Regions from separate parts of the Mus musculus genome. Here region 1 is linked to region 2. The links are chromatin contacts, called in public promoter capture Hi-C maps. All regions are on one chromosome and are shown on one strand. Each heading gives the region's core, a stretch centred on a gene start, on an enhancer-like site or on the middle of the called end of the contact. The rest is flanking DNA. Distances are from core to core; before and after follow the strand shown. Region 1 has its middle 18 kb from the start of Ackr2. Region 2 holds the start of Nktr (natural killer tumor recognition sequence).

Region 1 (5,450 bases), core at 2,467-4,966, 160 kb after region 2:
CAGATGGTTGTGAGCCACCATGTGGCTGCTGGGAATTGAACTCAGGACCTCTGGAAGAGCAGTCAGTGCTCTTAACCACTCTCTAGCCCCTTTGATCTGCTTTCGTATTAATAATTAGTCATTTTAGTTTAGGGTTCCTTTGGGCACCTAAATCCTTACAAATGCTGTAGCAAATCCGGGCTCTGTGAAGATGAAGTTCAAGAAAGAACCCAAATGGAAGTGTCTTTGGCTTTCTTTGACCATGAACCTCCCTGGAACTACCCTGGCAGGAGCAGAGGTACAACTGTGTCCCTCCCTCTGGCTGTTAGACTACTGAACAATGGCCCAAAGGATAAAAATTTCCTGGAAATCCTATGCAGGGGGCAGGGAATACTTGACATGCTGGTGCTAGCTCAAGGAGGAGCCTGTCTCCAGAGAGATTATTTCACACGGTCTGACAACTAGTCAGATCACCTTACAGAAGAGACTCGTGTAGACGTGCTGGGCAGGGGCATACCTTTACCAGGACTGCAGAGTTAGGATTATCTCTTGCCCAAGCCTCTGGTTGAGGAACTACCTCAGTCAGTAAGGAGCCCGAGTTTGGATCTCCAGCACCCATGCTCAAAGCTGGACCTGGCTGTAACCATCCACAATCACTGTCTTAGAGATGTCTCAGGGTATTCTGCAGCCAGGATAGGACACAAGAGGTCAAGACGACAGCTTCTGTGTTATTTGCCTGTAGCCACTCCCCCAAGTCCTCTGGGAGCTCCTTAGGTCTGCTAGACTCAAGTATGGTCCTGAGGTCACAAGGACCACTCAGTGATCAAGACAGAGGCTTTGTGGTTGGCATAATCCCGGAGCAGGGAAGTGGAGGCAGGAGGATCTTGCGCGCCCGACTCGCCAGCAAGAACGACGCCACAATAGGATCCTTCTGCACACGTTTATTGGGAGAGCATTGATTGCAGAGGCGAAAGACCCTGAGCCCAGAAATGGTGCTGCTTATATAGGCCTAGGAGTGACGTGTCCATACCTGATTGGTTATGCTACCAGTACCTGATTAATATGCGTCGGGCCAGGCAGTGACTGGACAAAAAAACTTTACTGCATATGTACACATTGGTTATTTGTCCAAACTTATGCGTGGTGGCCAGCAGTAGCCAGCGCTACTCTGCAACGGCACATGTGGCTTCCCACAGGAGGATCCTGGGCTTGCTGGCCAGCTAGTCTAGCAGAATCAGTGAGAGAACCAGAGAGTAAGGTAGAGAGCAACTGAGAAAGATAACTGATATCTAACTCTGGCTTCCACATATACACACAAACATACACAGAGAGAAACACCTACAGACACAGACACACACAAAGACACACAGACACAACACAGACCCAGACATATGCACACACACAAACACAGAAACACACACATCCACAGATACAACACAGAGATACATATTCACACAGACACACACAAAAACACAGAGAAACACATACAGACACAACACACACAGACACACAGGAACACATACAGACACAACACAGACACAGACATACAGACACATACATAGACATACAGACACACACAGAGACATACACAACACAGACACACAGAGACACACAAACACACAGCCACACAGAGAGACACAGACACAGGACAGACACAGACAGACACACACAGATACACAGACACATACACAGACACACACACACAGAAACACACACACGCATTCTAAACCTCATGTCATGACCCTGAATACAGACATGGGTGTCCTGCACCTCACTGTTCCTCATCTCAGTGTAGCCACAGACTGAATAAACTTTTCTCTGCTTTTCACTATTACTTGACTCTTTGATCGATTGCCATTATTGGGGCTGGGAGGCTGAACTAACTACCTTACTGGGACATCCAGAGCTAGGCTTTGATCCTAAAATTCTGGTAATGTCTTTGTAAGTCACGGCTCTAGAGGAGTTGACAAACTACAAACACATCAAATGGATAGGACAAGACAAGCCTAGATGTACGTCAGAGAGCACCGAGGCCCTGGAGCAGTTGCAGCCTGCAGAGAGAGAGGCAGTGCACTGTGAGGCACCGTGGTGCACTAGGCACAACCACTCAGAAGGTTCCTGGCACTGTGTGCAGATGCCAAAGGAGTCACCTTAGGTGCAGGAGGTGAAGTGAGATCCTGCAGGGTGGATCTTGACCATACAGAGAGCCCAGGAATGCCCACTCAGACTACCCAGTCGTTTGTTGGCAACTGCCTCGTCCACAGGTCTCCCCTCTTTCAGGCCTTTGCAAAGATGACTAGTGCGGCAGGCTTTAGCATCTTCCCCAAACTCCTCACGTGGTGACCTCTATAAAACTTTCTCTCACTTCCAAACTACCTCAGACGCAATCCTCCCTGCCACAGATTGCGTATTGGTTGGCTGTTTTGGGCCACAGAGTGAAAGGTCTCCGGTTTGGGGTTGAGGTGGGACACTAAGGCAGATTATCCTGTCTAGTAAGAGATTTATTAGTTTAGCACCACGAACGTGGTGGAAGCTCCAATGAGAGTTCAGACCCTCAAGGCAAAGTGTGGGTTTCTTTTAGGTCTCAGTGGAAGGGAGAGTTGCCCTGTAGTCAGGCTGTCCCTGACTCCCAGTAAGCAAGGAAGAGGGAATCTTGCACTGCCAAGAAGGAATGTGTAACATGAAGGATGTGGGGGCGTGAAGGGAGGCACTTTGAGTTAAGGTGTGCCCATTATGTGGGCATAGGCATGTGTCCCCCAAGATGTCCCAGCCTCTGGTAATGAGCCTGCAAACTTCCTTGGGGAAATGAAAATGGCCCTGGAACCCAAACGCTTGGTGAATGGATGCTATTAGGATGTTACAGATTCTTAGACGTGCTCCCAGTAGAGGGCGCTGGTCTCTTCCTTGCTAGTGGCTGATGGGCTGGAGAGATGGCTCAGCTGTTAGGCGCACTTGCTGTTCTTCCAGATGGTTTGACTTCAGCTCTTAACACCCAGGTCAAGTGGCTCACGACTCCCTGTGGCTTCCGCTGGGGCGAGGGCGGGGCGGGGGTGGGCGGAAGCTCGTTTCTGGCTTCCGTGGTTACCTGAGCACGTGAACACGTGTGCATAAGCACATGCATACATATAAAAATAAAAATCCTAAAGAAATTAAACAGGCTTCTGCAGGGGGCCTTGGTCTGAGCAGGAGTGTGATCCGGATTTAAACAGAGAACTCTTCGTCTTCAGGAACATTTGGTTTCATGACCTTGTTCCGGCTCAAATCTCTGGAATGTTTGAATCTGGGAGCCTGTCGAAATTGTAGGGATCCTAAAAGAATCTGGCTCAGTCGCCACAACTTTAAGAAACTGTGGTACACTGTATGTTGTGTCTATGTGTATTTGTATGTGGGTGTACACATGTGTCCACGGTGAACCTGGCATTCACCAGCTCGGCTAGAGGGCAGCAAACTCCAGGGATCTGCCTGTCTCTCTCCAGCAATAGAATTACAGATGGGTGCCACCCACTCATCTTTTTTTTTTTTTTTTTTTAATTTTAAAATTTAATTTTTATGCTTGCATGTATAACTGCACCATATCCCCTGGAACTAGAGTTACAGACAGTTGTGAGCCATTGTGTGCATGCTGGGAGTCTCGGATCTTGGAAGGGCAGCCAATGCTCTTAACGGCTAAAGCAGCCCTCAGGCCCCCAACACCCAGCTCTTTGTATGAACTCAGGTCCTCACGCTTGTTCAGAAAGCACTTTACCCACTGAGACATCTCCCAGCCCTTTGTATGTTTACTAGTGTTCTAAATTCAAGATACACCAGTAGTTCTGGGAAACAGATTTTCCAGGAAGTCATGGGTGATGTCTGTTGACGGGATATGAAATTCAGCTTTAGTGCTGACAAACTGTGGGGTCATATTCCAAATGAAGGAATGACGAGGAGGTGTAATCCTGCTTCCAAGTCCCCAGACCTTTTGCATGCCAGCTGTGGATCCAGATTCCCTCTGTCACCTCCAACTTGTTTCCCTTGCCCTGTGTCACTGGAAACCTGGTCCATCATCCGACAGACAGTGAACACAGTGTGGGACTCATGTTTATCAGCAAGGTCCCAGACACTTCCTGAGGCTTCAGTGTATCCAATGGGCCACTGTGGACTCAGAGTACCACAGAAAAACAAGACACAATTCTCCCTTCCAGGAGCCCCCGTCTGGAAAGGGCAGTGTCCCTTAGTCATGATGGATTTCTGAATGAGCTGCACGGGCAGGAAGTGAGTCCCGTTTTTCCGTTTGTGCAGCCTGTCAGCCGTTTGTAAACACTGACCCCACCCTTCGTGGCACAGCCTTGCTGTCCTAACCAACATTCAGCCATGAGATCAACCACAGACCCTGAGCAATCTCCAAGCAGTTAGCCATGAATAAGAGAGGCTGTGGCTGTGCACTGAAGGCAGCCTCCTGATGCTCACATAACCTCTTGTGGGTAAACAACCTGGAGGTTGCACTTGGGATGTTCCCACAGGCCTTATCCCATCCTTGTGACTTGACTTCTTTTTTCTTTTTCTTTTTTCGGTTTTATTTTATTTTTATTAGGTATTTTCTTCATTTACATTTCAAATGCTATCCCAAAAGTCCCCCATTACCCCCCCCCCCACTCCCCTACCCATCCACTCCCACTTCTTGGCCCTGGCGTTCCCCTGTACTGAGGCATATAAAGTTTGCAAGACCAAGGGGCCTCTCTTCCCAATGATGGCCGACTAGGCCATCTTCTGCTACATATGCAGCTAGAGACACAAGCTCTGGGGGTACTGGTTAGTCTATATTGTTGTTCCACCTATAGGGTTGCAGACTTCTTCAGCTCCTTGGGATTTTCTGGAGTCCACCTTCTTGAGTTCTTTATATATATTGGGTATTAGTCCCTCCTCCATTGGGGGCCCTGTGTTCCATCCAATAGCTCACTGTGAGCATCCACTTCTGTGTTTGTCAGGCACCGGCATAGCCTCACAAGAGACAGCTATATCAGGGTCCTTTCAGCAAAATCTTACTGTCGTATGCAGTGGTGTCAGCATTTGGAGGCTGATTATGGGATGGATCCCCAGGTGTGGCAGTCTCTAGATGGTCCATCCTTTCGTCTCAGCTCCAAACTTTGTCTCTGTAACTCCTTCCATGGGTGTTTTGTTCCCAATTCTAAGAAGGGGCAAAGTGTCCAAACTTTGGTCTTCCTTCTTCTTGAGTTTCATGTGTTTTGTAAATTGTATCTTGGGTATTCTAAGTTTCTGGGCTAATATCCACTTATCATTGAGTACATATTGTGTGAGTTCTTTTGTGATTGGGATACCTCACTCAGGATGATTACCCTCCAGGTCCATCCATTTGCCTAGGAATTTCATAAATTCATTGTTTTTAATAGCTGAGTAGTACTCCATTGTGTAAATGTACCACATTTTCTGTATCCATTCCTCTGTTGAGGGGCATCTGGGTTCTTTCCAGCTTC
Region 2 (4,837 bases), core at 383-2,882:
CCACTATACCCATCGTAAGTGAGGACTCAACAGCTGAGCCATCTCTCCAAACACAGAGACAACATAGTAGAACCGATTTAAGCTTATCCCGGCTTATAAATAAATGAGTGGAGGGTAACTCCTAATGTACTCTTCTAACTGCTGTCCTGGCTACCTCCCTTGGGTGTACCCCAGATATGGACTGTTTTTTCTGGCTGTGTGCTCATCCTTTGCCTCCCCCCATGGGGGCTTCCTCTCTCCCATTCCTCCTTCTACACTTGGTCTCTCTTTTCTCCTTACTCTTCCCACCCAGGTAACTCAAAATCCACCTACCTCGAATCCCTCCAGTAATTGGCTGTAGCCAATTTTATTTAACCAACAGTTTTAAATTAAGGAACAAGGTACAAAAGCTTGGAAAGACGGTAAGTCACTCGTAGGTTTAGGTTTTTGGATATGGAATTTTGCTTTATGTAACAGACCCAACCTCAACACTGATTGTGATTAAAATTTTCTACAACAGCACATTTTTTAAAAAAGATTTATTTATTATATGTAAGTACACTGTAGCTGTCTTCAGACACTCCAGAAGAGGGCATCAGATTTCATTATGGATGGTTGTGAGCCACCATGTGGTTGCTGGGATTTGAACTCGGGACCTTCAGAAGAGCAGTCGGCGCTCTTAACCACTGAGCCATCTCGCCAGCCCCAACAGCACATTCTTATTGTGTACCTTTTGTTTTGAGACAGGATCTACCTAGCCCTGACTGGCCAGGAAGACAATATGTAGAACTGACTGACCTCAGACTGAGAGCCACCTACCTCTGCCTCTCGAGCCGCTGGGATTAAAGGCTGTGTATTATTGCTCACAGACTTTCCTTTTGTAAGGTTTTACTTTCTGTTTTGCCTGCATGTATGTCTGGGCACCATGTGCATGCTTGGTGTCCACGGAGGTCAGGGGAGCGCGATGGAAACCCTGAAACGAGATGGTTGTAAGCCACCATGCGGTTATTGAGCTGGGCTTTGAACCAGGTCCAATGCAAAAGCGGCCTCTAGACCATCTTAACTGCTAGACCATCGCTCCTGTCAACTGGTTTGGTTTCTTCACAGGTCTCAGGTATCTCAGGCTGACCTTGAACTTCTGAATCTCCTGCCTTTACCCACCAAGCGCTGGTGCGCAGGTGTAAACGCTACGGTTTGTGTTTTGCTTCGGGGTTTTGTTGTTGCCTTGATTTTTGTTTCCTTTCGTTGTATTTCTGAGAAAGCCTCAAGTGACCCAGGCTGGCCTCGAGCCGGCGGCCAGCCTCGTCTCACCCTGGCGGGCAAGGGAGGCACATCTGGCTCCATCTGGTCCTCGATTCTTTTAACGCGAGACAAACAGCGTGACCGCATCAACCACGAGAGAGAACAGGTCACCCGCCACGTCGGCCGGAAGCCTGGGATTCACCCTGCGTTCATCCACTGGCCACGCAATCAGAAATCTCGCGGTGCTGCATGAGTGAGCCGTGGTTGACAGCTCGCACACGTCTGCGCACTCGGGATTGGACAGGGGATCCTGAGGGGCGGGGCACGAGAGCCCTGGCGCGGACCGCCTACTCCGACCCCACACCCCGCTCGGCGGCGAGACGAACTCTCGCGACGCTTGCGTCCGGCCTCGCGAGCTCTGGCGTGGCGCTCGCCGGCTGGCCCTCACGGGGAAGAGGTGGCGTTCCGTTGGTGACGTTAGGCTCCGGCGGCGCCGGCAGGGCGTTCTCCGGAGCTGTGCGGCCAGGTGAGAAGCTCGACGGGAGCGCGGGTAGCCGCGGCTGGGGTGGGCGGGCGGGCGGGTGGGCAGGGTGGGGCGGCCTCTCGTCGGCCGCGTCCCTGTCAGGCGGGCCGGGCCCCGCCCCGCCCGGCCGCCCGCCTGCCCTCAGCGCCCTCCTCCCTGTCCGCAGCTCGCCGCCGTCCCGCTGCTGCGCTCGCGATGGGCGCCCAGGACCGGCCGCAGTGTCACTTCGACATCGAGATCAACCGGGAACCGGGTGAGCGGGGCGGGCCCCTCTGTGGGCCCGGGTCGGGGTGGAAGTGGACGCGGCGGAGCCGGAGCCGGAGCCGGGCGGGGGCGGGGCGGGGCGGGCTCGGCCGGCCAGAGCTGCGGAGCCGCCGCGGTCACGAGCCGGCCAGCTGCCCTCCGCTGTCCCTCGGGAGCCTTCCCGAGAATGTACTGGCTCCGGGAGACGTGGCTGGAGAGGAGAGACTGAAGGGCTTGTGCGGGTTCTGTAGCCCCGGGATTGCTCCTAGGCTGCGGCCGCGATGTTTGGTTTTTTTTTTTTTTTTTTTGGAAGTCCAGTGTGCAGCCATTCATTAATCCCGAGGCGTCGACGTCTCTGTGTGCAGAGAGGTGGCTGCTGCACACATCGGTGCGCACACATGTAAAGGTCGCGTGTGTATCGAGCAGGAACATGTGTACGGATGCGCGGTTCTCAACCGACAGGGATCTTAACTGGAGGTGTGTGGTGTGCGCCACGTCTTAGGTCGCAGTGGACTCGCAGGAGAGCTGCTTGTCCTGGGCTCTGGAAGGGCAGCAGTGACTAAAGCAGGGCTGCTGCTTCTTTTATGTTGACGTCCTGGGGGAAAGAGGCAGGAAGTGAAGGGGTAAAAACCGCATTCCCTCCAGTAGTGCTGTTTTAGTCAGGCGGTGAGCGAGAAAGGCCATCTTGAGAAGATGACATTTGAGTAGGTGCGAAGCCGAACCTGTGGAGGGACGCCTTTGAGAACTGTGCTTGGTAGTGGCAGCCAACGGTTAGCTTGGGTTCTGAGACAGCGCTTGTGTTTCTTGAGGGAAAGCGAAGGTCCCGGTCTGGCTGGAGTAGAGGGAACAGAATAAGGAAAACTCAGGCTCTAGGATAAAAGGAAGACGGTGACGGTTCTGAACAAAGGATTGGAGCGATCTTAAACGTTCTGTTTTTCTCATCTAACATTTCGACCCTGACTGTAGCTGCAGTTTATTTAGCATTTACCAAACTTACTCTGGAGATTTTTCACGGATTTTTTTTTTTTTTTTGCAAAACTAATGTATTAACATACTCAGAAAGTAATAGGAATATAACTGGGAAGTATTTTCCTCGAATAACCAAGGACCTGACTTTGATCCCCAACACCACAGATGGATGTCAGTCTTGAAAAGAATGTACTTAACATGGCTATACATCTTCGTTTAATGTCTTTTTTTTTTCAGGCGTCTTCTATTTTTAACCTTTTAAATTTTGTTTTGTTTTTGTATTTCAAGACAGGGTTTTTCTGTGTAGACCAGGCTGTCGTAGAACTCAAAGAGAACCGAGTGCTGGGATAAAAGGTGTCCACCACTATTGCCCCACTTATTTTTAAGAATCAGCCAGAAGCAGTGGGAGAGTGCTTGTCTGGGAAGAGTGCTTGCCTGTTGTATTGTTGGCTCCAAGTTCAATTTCCAGCGTCACAAATAAAAGTATCTGATTTAGATTTACTTTGATAAGCAGAGGTGATGCAGAAATCAAGATGTACTGTTAAGGATTAAGTATGTACTTTCAGTTACCATGAGTACAAATACAAAACAGATTTTCTTTTGAATTATAAAACTGTTGGATGACTGCAAATGCAGATTTAAAAGGGGGACAACCTTTACATTGTATAACAGGTTTCCTGTATGAATCCAGTAAATTGTTCCTATTGGAAGTCATTCTGTTGTTATCCTGTAATATTTGGTGGTTATTAAGGTTCTTAACATAGGCTCTAATTTCTTTGATTAATACAGGATTATTCATTCACATGTATGTTATTTAATTGATTTATTATTGGTGGTTTGTGGCTTTTAAGAAGCTGATGTATTTATTTATCTAACTTGTCAGGTTTATGTGCTAGGATTGTTTTCCTAGTATGTAGTGATAGCTGATCTTTCACCCCTGATGGAAAATATGTTGTTTATCGCTCTAATGGTAGCATGAACTTGGGAGAGCAGGGCCTAAAAATAGAGTGGGCCAAGACTCCTGCATTTATTTATTTATTTATTTATTTCGAGACAGGGTTTCTCTGTGTAGCCCTGGCTGTCCTGGAACTCACTCTGTAGACCAGGCTGGCCTCGAACTCAGAAATCCACTTACCTCTGCCTCCCAAGTGCTGGGATTAAAGGCGTGCGCCACCACCCCCGGCTGTTGACTCCTGATTTATTCAACACATCAGACAATTTAAACTCCCAAGGATTAAGAAGAGTCACCTGCTTAAAGTCACAATGACAAGCAGAACATGGCAAAAACATTTTTTTCAGAGAGGCATATAGACAACAGCCAGTTGTAATGAATGAGCTAAAGTAAACTGTCCGACTGCCACAGCTGGGAGGGCCAGGAAAGCACATTCCAGGAACAAGTCCATGCTTTTGAAGAAACTGAGGTCACAGGACTCTTGTTTTCTTGGATTTTTCTCACAAGCATTCATAATTCCCTCTGTTCTTTCACTATTTGGACAATGTGTGCCTGTTGTCTTTTATTCCTCTTAATCTACCATTAATCTATCATTTTTTTAAGAACCAGATTTTAGTGTCTTAGACTGTTATTGTCCTCTTTTCAGCTTTATCAATTTCAGGGATTTTTGTTTGTTTGTTTGTCTGTTTGTTAGTTTTTATCATTTCCTTCTAATGTTTGATTTGGTTTTATTTTTTTATTATAATTTCTTTTTTAAATGTTATGTGCATTAGTGTTTTGCCTGAATGTATGTGTGAAAGAGTTGAGTCTTCTAGGACTGAAATTAGAGATAGTTGAGAGCCACCATGTTACTGCTGGGAATTGAACTCAGGTCCTCTGGAAGAGCAGCCAGTGTTCTTTTTTTTTTTTTTTTGGTTTTTCGAGACAGG

Evidence for each region. Promoter capture Hi-C pulls out the DNA fragments that hold promoters and counts their contacts.
Region 1: a promoter capture Hi-C map of hippocampal neurons shows a contact between it and region 2, with 3 times the contacts expected there. The contact joins the enhancer-like site here to the promoter of Nktr in region 2. A contact is called at or near these places in 7 of 39 promoter capture datasets (3T3-L1-derived adipocytes, embryonic stem cells, fetal liver and 4 more), 3 of 484 Hi-C or Micro-C datasets (the N1E-115 cell line, natural killer cells and neutrophils), 1 of 115 datasets of contacts at active chromatin or transcription factors (extraembryonic endoderm stem cells) and 3 of 9 other capture datasets (adipose tissue, liver and pancreatic islet).

Annotation. Positions count from the first base shown.
Region 1 is chr9:121,878,070-121,883,519 of GRCm38.p6, forward strand. No RefSeq gene overlaps it. Among named protein-coding and RNA genes, the nearest start is that of Ackr2, 18 kb to the right of the region's middle. Within about 2 kb of position 3,717, at least 96 of the 459 cell types and tissues checked have an H3K27ac peak or open chromatin away from gene starts, as enhancers often do. A contact at or near this core is called in the N1E-115 cell line, adipose tissue, hippocampal neurons and 1 more, where this site is marked.
Region 2 is chr9:121,717,549-121,722,385 of GRCm38.p6, forward strand. It overlaps Nktr (natural killer tumor recognition sequence), which reads left to right and starts at 1,633. Exons shown (of 17, transcript NM_010918.2): 1 at 1,633-1,747; 2 at 1,911-1,997. The coding sequence starts at 1,940.